3 separate regions of the Mus musculus genome follow, and all the other regions are linked to region 1. A link is a contact called in public Hi-C and promoter capture Hi-C data. All regions are on one chromosome and are shown on one strand. The core of a region is the stretch at or near the end of the contact, and the rest is flanking DNA. Distances in the headings are between cores, read along the strand shown. Region 1 has its middle 63 kb from the start of Ostf1. Region 2 has its middle 280 kb from the start of Gm22880. Region 3 has its middle 260 kb from the start of Gm22880.

Evidence for each region. Promoter capture Hi-C pulls out the DNA fragments that hold promoters and counts their contacts. Hi-C and Micro-C count contacts between places; a contact is called where the count stands out from the background.
Region 2: a contact with region 1 is called in a Hi-C map of liver, with 2.3 times the contacts expected there. A contact is called at or near these places in 1 of 39 promoter capture datasets (liver) and 3 of 484 Hi-C or Micro-C datasets (liver and uterus).
Region 3: a contact with region 1 is called in a promoter capture Hi-C map of liver, with 2.7 times the contacts expected there. A contact is called at or near these places in 1 of 39 promoter capture datasets (liver) and 2 of 484 Hi-C or Micro-C datasets (liver and uterus).

The regions. Positions count from the first base shown.
Region 1 is chr19:18,567,225-18,570,037 of GRCm38.p6, forward strand. No RefSeq gene overlaps it. Among named protein-coding and RNA genes, the nearest start is that of Ostf1, 63 kb to the right of the region's middle.
Region 2 is chr19:18,145,172-18,147,949 of GRCm38.p6, forward strand. No RefSeq gene overlaps it. Among named protein-coding and RNA genes, the nearest start is that of Gm22880, 280 kb to the left of the region's middle.
Region 3 is chr19:18,127,570-18,130,400 of GRCm38.p6, forward strand. No RefSeq gene overlaps it. Among named protein-coding and RNA genes, the nearest start is that of Gm22880, 260 kb to the left of the region's middle.

The sequences.
Region 1 (2,813 bases), core at 222-2,721:
CAGGACTGGCTTCCAGGCTGCTAGGAAGATTCACCTGTTGTGTTGCTCCCACCCTCTATCTGGCAAAGGCTTAACCAATGTTTAGTCTACACTCACCTGAATAGCCATAATTACAGAGAACCTCAAGGGCTAAAATAGAGTCATCTGATACTTGCTAACTCAAGTCAGTATACTCATCTGAAAAAGTCTCAGTTATCCACAAACCTTGGTAAGGGCAGAACCGTGCCTTCCCTGTAACCCAGTCATATTTTAAAATCCCAACTATCAATACATATTTGGAAACAGAACCTTGAAAAAAATGATTAATTTAAGTAGAAGCCATTGTGGTGAGGCCAAGTACAGTTTACTGCTTTCCTCAAAAGAAAGAGAAAGGTGGTTAAGGGGCCGTGGGTAAGAGAAAGAGGGAAGTGGGTAAGAACCCGTGTCCCATCAGAGTTCTGGTGCTCTCGGCGGTGGACGCAGGGGTGGCACTCCACCCAGGGAGGAAGACAGGAGAGGGCAGGGGGAGAGGGGGGGCGCTGGATGGTTCCCACTCAGGCGAGAGTCCTTAGTCCAGTCCATGGCTGCAGCGTAGGAAGGCCTTCTGGCGGGCACTTATACGCAGCTCGTTAGGAGAAAGCCTATCCCATTGTTCAAGCATGGTGGGCCTTCATGATCAGAGCTAGTCTATGGTTTTAGAGCTTTTTTGTAGAAAGGCAGGGGAAAAGAGAGAAGGTAGAAAGAGAGAGAGAGACCGGGCATGGCCACATGGAGAGAGGGGAGAAGGGAAAGAGAAAGAGAGCTAGAGAATAAGAAAGGTGAAAGCTTAAAGAGAGAGAGAGGTGGGGCCAAGCAGTCTCTCTTATAGTAGGCTGGGCTATCTTCCTGTTGTTAGGTAACTGTGGGGAGGAGTCTAGCCAGAATGCCACAAGCTTGGGACATTGTCTACGTGACAGATAACCACGCGCCTCTCCTGTGGGGGCTGTGGGGACAGTAACTTTGACAGGAGCCAGGGGTCCAGGAGACTTGATTGAATGCCTTCTGTCCCATGTAGGTGGAAATTACCACCCACCAATCCCACCGGGGGTTCAAGACCTATGCTCAACTGGAGACCAGGCTCTCTGTGCATAGCCCATTGCCCCACAGGTGGTCATGCAGAAGAATAACTGGAGTACACATTCACAGAGAAGAGACATGTGCTAGCATACTGGGACCGCAGCCACTGCCAGTCTGAAGAGCAAACAATGTGGCCTCATTTTCACAGCCTCTGAGCTATGAAAAATCATGCCCCAGAAAACTAGGCAAACCTTCAGTGTAATGTCTCATTGTTATGCCTTGCTTTTTCCCACCATTAAATTCCACCCACCAAATAGAAGGCAGCTGTGACCAAAAAACGGGGCTGGTGTATTGGCTTCCTGGAGCATGGGACTCACACTCATGAGAACGATGACATGTCTCAACTAAGGTCACTAGGGGAGGGTGCTAAGGGGCATGGAGGTTTGCCAAAGTGTGGATTTCGGGCAAAAGGAAAGGGGCAAGGTCTATGTAGAGACATCAGAATTGTATGAGAAGGAGGAAAGCCGGACAGTCGAGAATCGTATCTCTAAGTGGTAAGAGTCCTTTGCAATTACTAGAAAGCATTTGAGCATTTGTCTTGAACTAAAGGTAAATAAGCTGGTGCTAAAAGCTTATGCTGCAAATGCAGATCCTTTGGGCTTAGGCAGTCTTGACAGCCAGGATGGCTTCTGGGGGCAGTTGTGCAACTTGTGGCTTCTGTTTCATTTCTTACCTCTTAAAACGTCTCTGTGCGTTACTCAAGTGATCTGAGTGGCTATCAGAGACCAGTAACCATTCCATTAATACAGGGAAAGGGGGGACAGCTTACACGCTGGGTATCTCCAAAATGTCTCAGTGGTTTATAAAACTCTGTGATCTGAAGATTAAAAACAGGCAATCTGACTTCTGAAAGACTCATGACCTTTGGCAAGTTTGTATTTTTGTGTAAACTGAAACTCAAATAGTACAATTGATTTGCAGCTTAGCTCAAAAGTTTGATGTGAGCTACAATCAAAGCTTGACTCAGTTCCCATCACCCTGGCTAGCTAGTCATTTGGGCAAATTAACACCTTTGGGTCAAGTTCATTACCATCAAAATGACATAATAGCACATCACTCCTAGGGTTATTGTGAGAATTAAGTAGCATGGGAAATGTAGTTATGTGACACACATAACAGATATCAAATAACCATAAGAGTTGGTGGCTTAAATATGGCAATTTTATTTCACTCACGGTTTTGCAGATCAAGATTACAGTAAAAGATTGCCTGAGTATTCACACCACTTCAAGTATCAGCTAAGGTGATTTCTCAAGGGTTGAAGGATCTGAATCCAAGATGGCTCCCTTCTGGACTTAGGACATGCTTGTCCTAGCTGTCAGAGGGAGATGACCAACAGCTTTCAGCTACAGGCTGGTGTCCTCCCCAGGGGGCTACTCTGGTTCCCTGCCTACTAGGTTCCAAGAGACCTGAGCAGAAGCTGGCTGACTTCATATAACATAGCCCTAGTTCCCAGAGGCCCACATCATTGCTGTCTACCAGTGAAGCATGTCCCGAAAGTCATCAGAGACTCAAGAGAGTAAGAATTAATCTCTACTTTTCCCAAGTGAAATGGTAATTTGGGCCTGTCTAAAATCCAGCCCCACTTCTGAAGTGTTTACTACACTAGCCACCATTCTCTGAACTATTGCGACCACTGGCTCTTACCAGAAAGAAGACAGAAGAACACCAGGCAGTTTTGTGTCTTAAATTGGCATCAGAGAATCAAAGAAAATAAG
Region 2 (2,778 bases), core at 235-2,734, 420 kb before region 1:
GCAATGATACAAACTCATTTCCATGGGATTTATCAATTGTCCATCCTAATAAACACATTCTAGAAAAATGCACTCAGAAAACATGTCTACTATAGGAAATTTGGGGTCTGGTAAATAGTTTCTAAAAATTCCTCAATTTTGATTGTTATTTTCCCATTCAAACTTTGCCTCTTGAATATGTTATGTCAAATGAGAGACAAGAACACAGAGTAACTTAGAATTCAAGGGCATCCGAGGACACAGCTGTCCTATGGATATAACTCACAATCCACCCTCCTTGTGGCCTTGCCCCCTCTGGTTCTGCTCTGTAGTCTTTCTCTCTTCACAACCTTTGCTCTGACCATGAGGTCATGGGAATATTTTACCTTCCTGTGGTTTTAGCTTCCCTTGGCACATCCTTCTGTCTTAACATCACCCAGCTCTTTTCTAATTTCCACAAAACCTACTTGACACGTATGGAATGAAACTTTACTTGTTTCTTAAAACCTATCTCCAATCTTGTATTTGCTTTTCAGGACCTTTTTACCTACATTTGTTCTCCTGTGGAACCTGAACAAAACAAACAATTATTGAGTGAATATTTGAAGTTGCTTTTTAATTATCACGTTCTAATTTCATTCATTGACTTAAGGGGGTGCTTTTAGACTTCTGATATTTTTGTTCAGATACTTAATATTCTAAAAGATTGTTGAGTTATTAGCTTTGGAAGTTTGATCACCAGAAAACAAAAAGAGCTCTGCATGGCACAAGCTGATATTTCTGATGGTCAGGAAGTTGGAGAAGAACCACTGATTTCAAGTCTGTCTGCATGACAGGGATTAAGGAGTTTTTATTTCAAACAGAAAAGGACAAAAGTCCAAAATATTCAAGAATATCTTTATAATCTAAAACAACTCTAGAATACTATGGGTCAGTAAAAGTGTGTGTGTGTCTGTCTGTCTGTCTGTGTGTGTGTATGTGTGTGTGTGTAGAGGGTGTGTGTAAAGAGAAATAATAGGGCGCCAAGAGAAAAGTAACATTGATTTTGTCTGGAGCACACTGATGGGATGCATAGTGCTAAATCTGATGTTCACATGTAAGCATGAAGGTAGATATACGCACATACTATGAGAAGCCTGCAGCTGGAGGCCCAAGCAGATCCACTGAGTGGAGGCTAAGAGCAGCTGTGTGAAACCTGGAACGAGACAAGGGGTTTCGGTTAAACAGATAGAATTTCAAAGCCTAACTCAGCCCTACTGAGACCCTGGCCAAATGGTTAACATTTGCTGACCCTCAATTTCTGTGCCTCTGCAGGCTAGGAGGGACTGGCTTTGGGGGCTGCAGTGACAGGTAGAGATAAAGTAGGAGCCAGCACATGGTGGGAACAGTAAACCAGTTGTCACTGTGGAAATGGCTAGGTGCTACACTTTTGTACATTGAGTCCTATCGTGTACCTAGAACATAAAATCAATATTCCCTCCATCTACCTGGAAACTATTATTTATTCCAAGAAACTGGCTTCAAATCAGGAATGTTTAGGGCAAAGGTTGGTTTTTACTGCTGTTTAAGCAGCAAGGGCTGTGTTGAAAGCTTCAGGGTCAGTAAACCCTACGTAAACAAGGCCAACTCAAAGTTCTATATTTAAAATCTGCTAGTCTAAAATACTACAATAATTTTCCATGTTCGTAAAGGTCTTGACACCCATATCTAGAAGATACTGCACTTTTAAAGGTTAGCTTGCTGTGGAAAGCCATAACTGAATATCAATGACTGAGTGATGTGGGGAAAATTGTAATGAACACCTTAAGTTCTCATTTGACAAATTCCTGCCCTTGGACTCTGGTAAGAAAAATGCGTATTTTCTGGAGACAAGGACTCCCCTTTGTCAAGGTGCCCTGGCTAAGATGTAGACATTTCTTGTGGTCAGCTTTCTCTATAATATGTTATTTTTGCAATTGCAAAGCTCTAATAAATTGAAAATGTATCGAGGAGTATCCGCTGCAACAGAGATAAACCTCAAAGGACATAAAACAAGTTTGAAAACTAGTAGTAGTTTCTACTGGGAAGACAGTCTCTGCAGCTAACTGTCGGAAGCCACCAGAAATAGCAGAAGACAGCAGCAGGGAGGAGCAAGCAGAATGGGAAGTTATATGGTATGAGCTATGTAAACTCTGCCATGTGTGAAATCCTCAGCCATTGCCTCCCCAGCTGCCACTTGGCCCCCAGTCAGCCTAGTGTAGATCTCCTGTGTTTTCAGAAGCAATGCGGAAGAAAAGGATGCAACTAGGCTCTGAATGTATCATCAAGATCATTTGAACAAAGGTGTCAGAGTCCTAGGTGCCAGATCCTGTGTCCTGATGGAGGAGAAGGCTACTTCTAGGATGCCAGCCCAGGTACTCCTTATCCTATAATGTGAGATGTGCCCAGACAAGTGTGTGAGAGAGAGGGCACCTGAAACACTATCATCCTTGTGCTTGGGTCAAAAGACAGTATTGTTTAAGCTGTTTTTATTTTTTTTTTTTTCTTAAGAAGAATCCTCCTGAAATGCATGTAGCATACCAGCCTCAGAGGCACCGGCTTGCTGTAAGCCTAGGATAAATATGTTTATTTGGTTTTCAGTCCTCACCTGGTGGGCCCTTGAAATGTTATTTCTGGACTTGCAAAGCATTGCAATTCTATTTTCCAAGGACTATTCAGGCTAATCTGCTACCACCACCGTGGAAGGAAAATAAAGATTCTTCTTTCTGGCTGCTAATCCCAACCTAGAGTCTAAAGTGTAATAAGGCCATCTTCAAAGAC
Region 3 (2,831 bases), core at 147-2,646, 440 kb before region 1:
CCATGCCATTTGCTTCAGTTTGTGCCTTCAGTTTCCTGCTTTGGGTGTCTGCCCTGACTTCCCTTCTTCATCACGGACTGTGATCTGGGTGAGTAAGCCAAAGAAACTCTTTCCTCTCCAGGTTGCTTTTGCTTGTGGTGTTTTATTACAGCAGCAGAATCCCAAGTAGAGCATCAGGTTAGGAGTCTTACCTTTTAATACAGGCAACACACACACACACATACATACATACATACATACATACATACGTATGTATATTTCTGTTTGTGGTTTGTCAAATCTATTAAAACAGAACCCACAAACACTGAAGACTTGCTCCATTTCAGTTCTTTAGACATCACTAAGGCCATCCTGGTTAACAGAACTTTTGACTTCACCCCTCGGCTCCTCACGCCTGGGAATATCAGCACCCACTTTTCATTAGCCATCCCCCATTGCATCCCTTGCCAGCCTGCCACTGCCAGGCCATTTAGAACTGTGGTTGAATGCAGGTAGAATATAAAAGAAGTGGGGTAGAATCCAGACACCCAGGTCTTCAAATGGGGCCACAGCAGGTTCTTAATATTTTTGAGGCATGAAGGCATTTTTCTCTGAAGCTTATTCTCATTAATCTTATTCTCTCTCTCTCTCTCTCTCTCTCTCTCTCTCTCTCTCTCTCTCTCTCTCTCTCTTTCTCTTTCTCATCTTCCCATATTTCATAAAAAACTGAAGTAGTACAAAAACTCATGCCAGATGTTCATGTATATCTCAGCATGTATATGAAAAAGAAACGTTTGGAGAGGACTTGGACCTTGTCAGGCCAAGCTATAGGAAGAGAAAATGAGACATGAAAGAATGAAGGAAAGGATAATGTAGAGAAACATTCAGCAGAAGAGTTCCCATGAGAGCTAGGATGCAGAGATGGTCATTGGAGTTAGGCACAAAAGATGTCCAAGCATCCTGCCCAAAGAGACTAGAACTATCTATACTGTATATTATCTCAGACTTATAGAAAAAGAAGACTCGAAGATTCAGGATAGGCAAGAGAACAGATCTACAAGGCCAGAGTGGAAACAAAACTCAGTGATATTGTACAAAAGTCAGGATATTTGATAAACTGAGCTGCAGACAACAGGTATGTCAGCCCCAAGGCACTGAAGTTCATTATCTTTATATAAGTTGCCCCCTAAAGAAAGGTGCATGAGGCTGAGTTGGATCGGCTTGGATTGGAATGTACTAAATTGAATCAAATCAATCTCCAGTGGCTGAGGAGACAGTCAATTCCCAATAACCACAAACAGATTCAGAAACAAACAAACAAAAAAAAAATGGAATAACTTTCCACATTCTGAGAACAGGTTGGAAGGGGGAAAAGAAAACATTTGATTTCTTAATCACAAGCTTTGGCTGCAAACATCTTATGTTTGAATGTCTGAAAATAGTGTTTTGTCTGCCAACTTTCTGTTTTGCACAACTGCCCAAATGGGTTACAGCTGTTTAATTCAAAACCCTAATTCTAAAGCAAGCTCATGGCTCGGTCGGTCCAGAGCCTTGAGTTCCACTGGGAACTTTACTTCACTCTCCTTTTTGTTTTTTTATTTTGTTTTTGTTTTGGGGGTTTGGGGATTTTTTTGTTTGTTTGTTTTATGTGTTTGAGGGAGGGGTATTTCACATTGTTCTTTCAAAAAATGGATTCCTTAGTAAACCAGAGTTATATATTTCACTAAATTCACTCTATGACTACCTAGGTGAGTTGTAGAAATTCCACTCTTTTGTTAGAAATACCTTTACCTTAGATAGGACTCAGAATATGTCTATATAAGTATGGTAGGAATACAAATAAGTTATTATAATCATCAAAATAACAACAACAACAACAACAACAATAATAATAACAGTGGGAAAACTCTCTAGTTCAGTAATGGTTTTTCTTGGACTCATTTAATCGCCCCTATACACTAAGATCTTCTAGATTTTCTCACAAGCCTTTTGTTTCTGCAATGACCATATTGAGAATCCAAGCCACAGGGTAATATTATATCTCACATGGGCATAAGACATGAAGCGTCCTACTATAGGAAAGAAGGAAGACCTGAGTAAGGGCTTTATGAAGTCTGGCTTCAGATCCAGGGTCTGAAAGGTTGCTGTTGTGAGGCTCATCTGCAGTGGAATGGAGGATGAATTCTGCTCTTGAAGTGTTTTTATTGGATTAAAGTCTATCCCAGTAGGTTGGTGGGAAAATGAGCTCAAGAAGCCATGTACTCGTTGGCTAATTGGAAAAGTCAGTGCTTGTGTGTCATTCAGCATCACCATCCAGTTCAACCTATGTATTCAGACCTCTATGAACTTTTAAAGCAACGAATTGGGCTTTTGTAGAAAGCCAAATGTCACCATAATCATTCTGCTAAATTAGAGCTGGGTTCTGATGCAAAGTAGCGTTATATACTCAAAGAAACTGAGAAAAACAATGAGGAGTGGCATTTAAGTATGATTGTTGATGCTTAACCTAGAGACTAAGAAAAGTTTCCAGCATCAGATTATCAAAGGACACTAGATTTATAAATATCCTGGTAATGTTTGGGTTTCCTAGGTCAGGATCAAGGATGTTCACAATCAGGATCAAGATTGGAATCAGGCTTTTTCTCTGAGGGACGAGGGCATTAACTCAGAAGAGTAAAGAGAAGACAGAGGTCACGAGCAAAGGCAGGTGCAGCTATTTGAGCCTTTGTAAGCCTTGCGCTTGTATGATCTCCTGAAGATCACAGGAGAAGGGCTTATTTAGAAAGTTATACGTTTCAGAATTGAATAGTATATGTAGACTCTCCATCAGAGATTTTTGAATTTACTTTGCA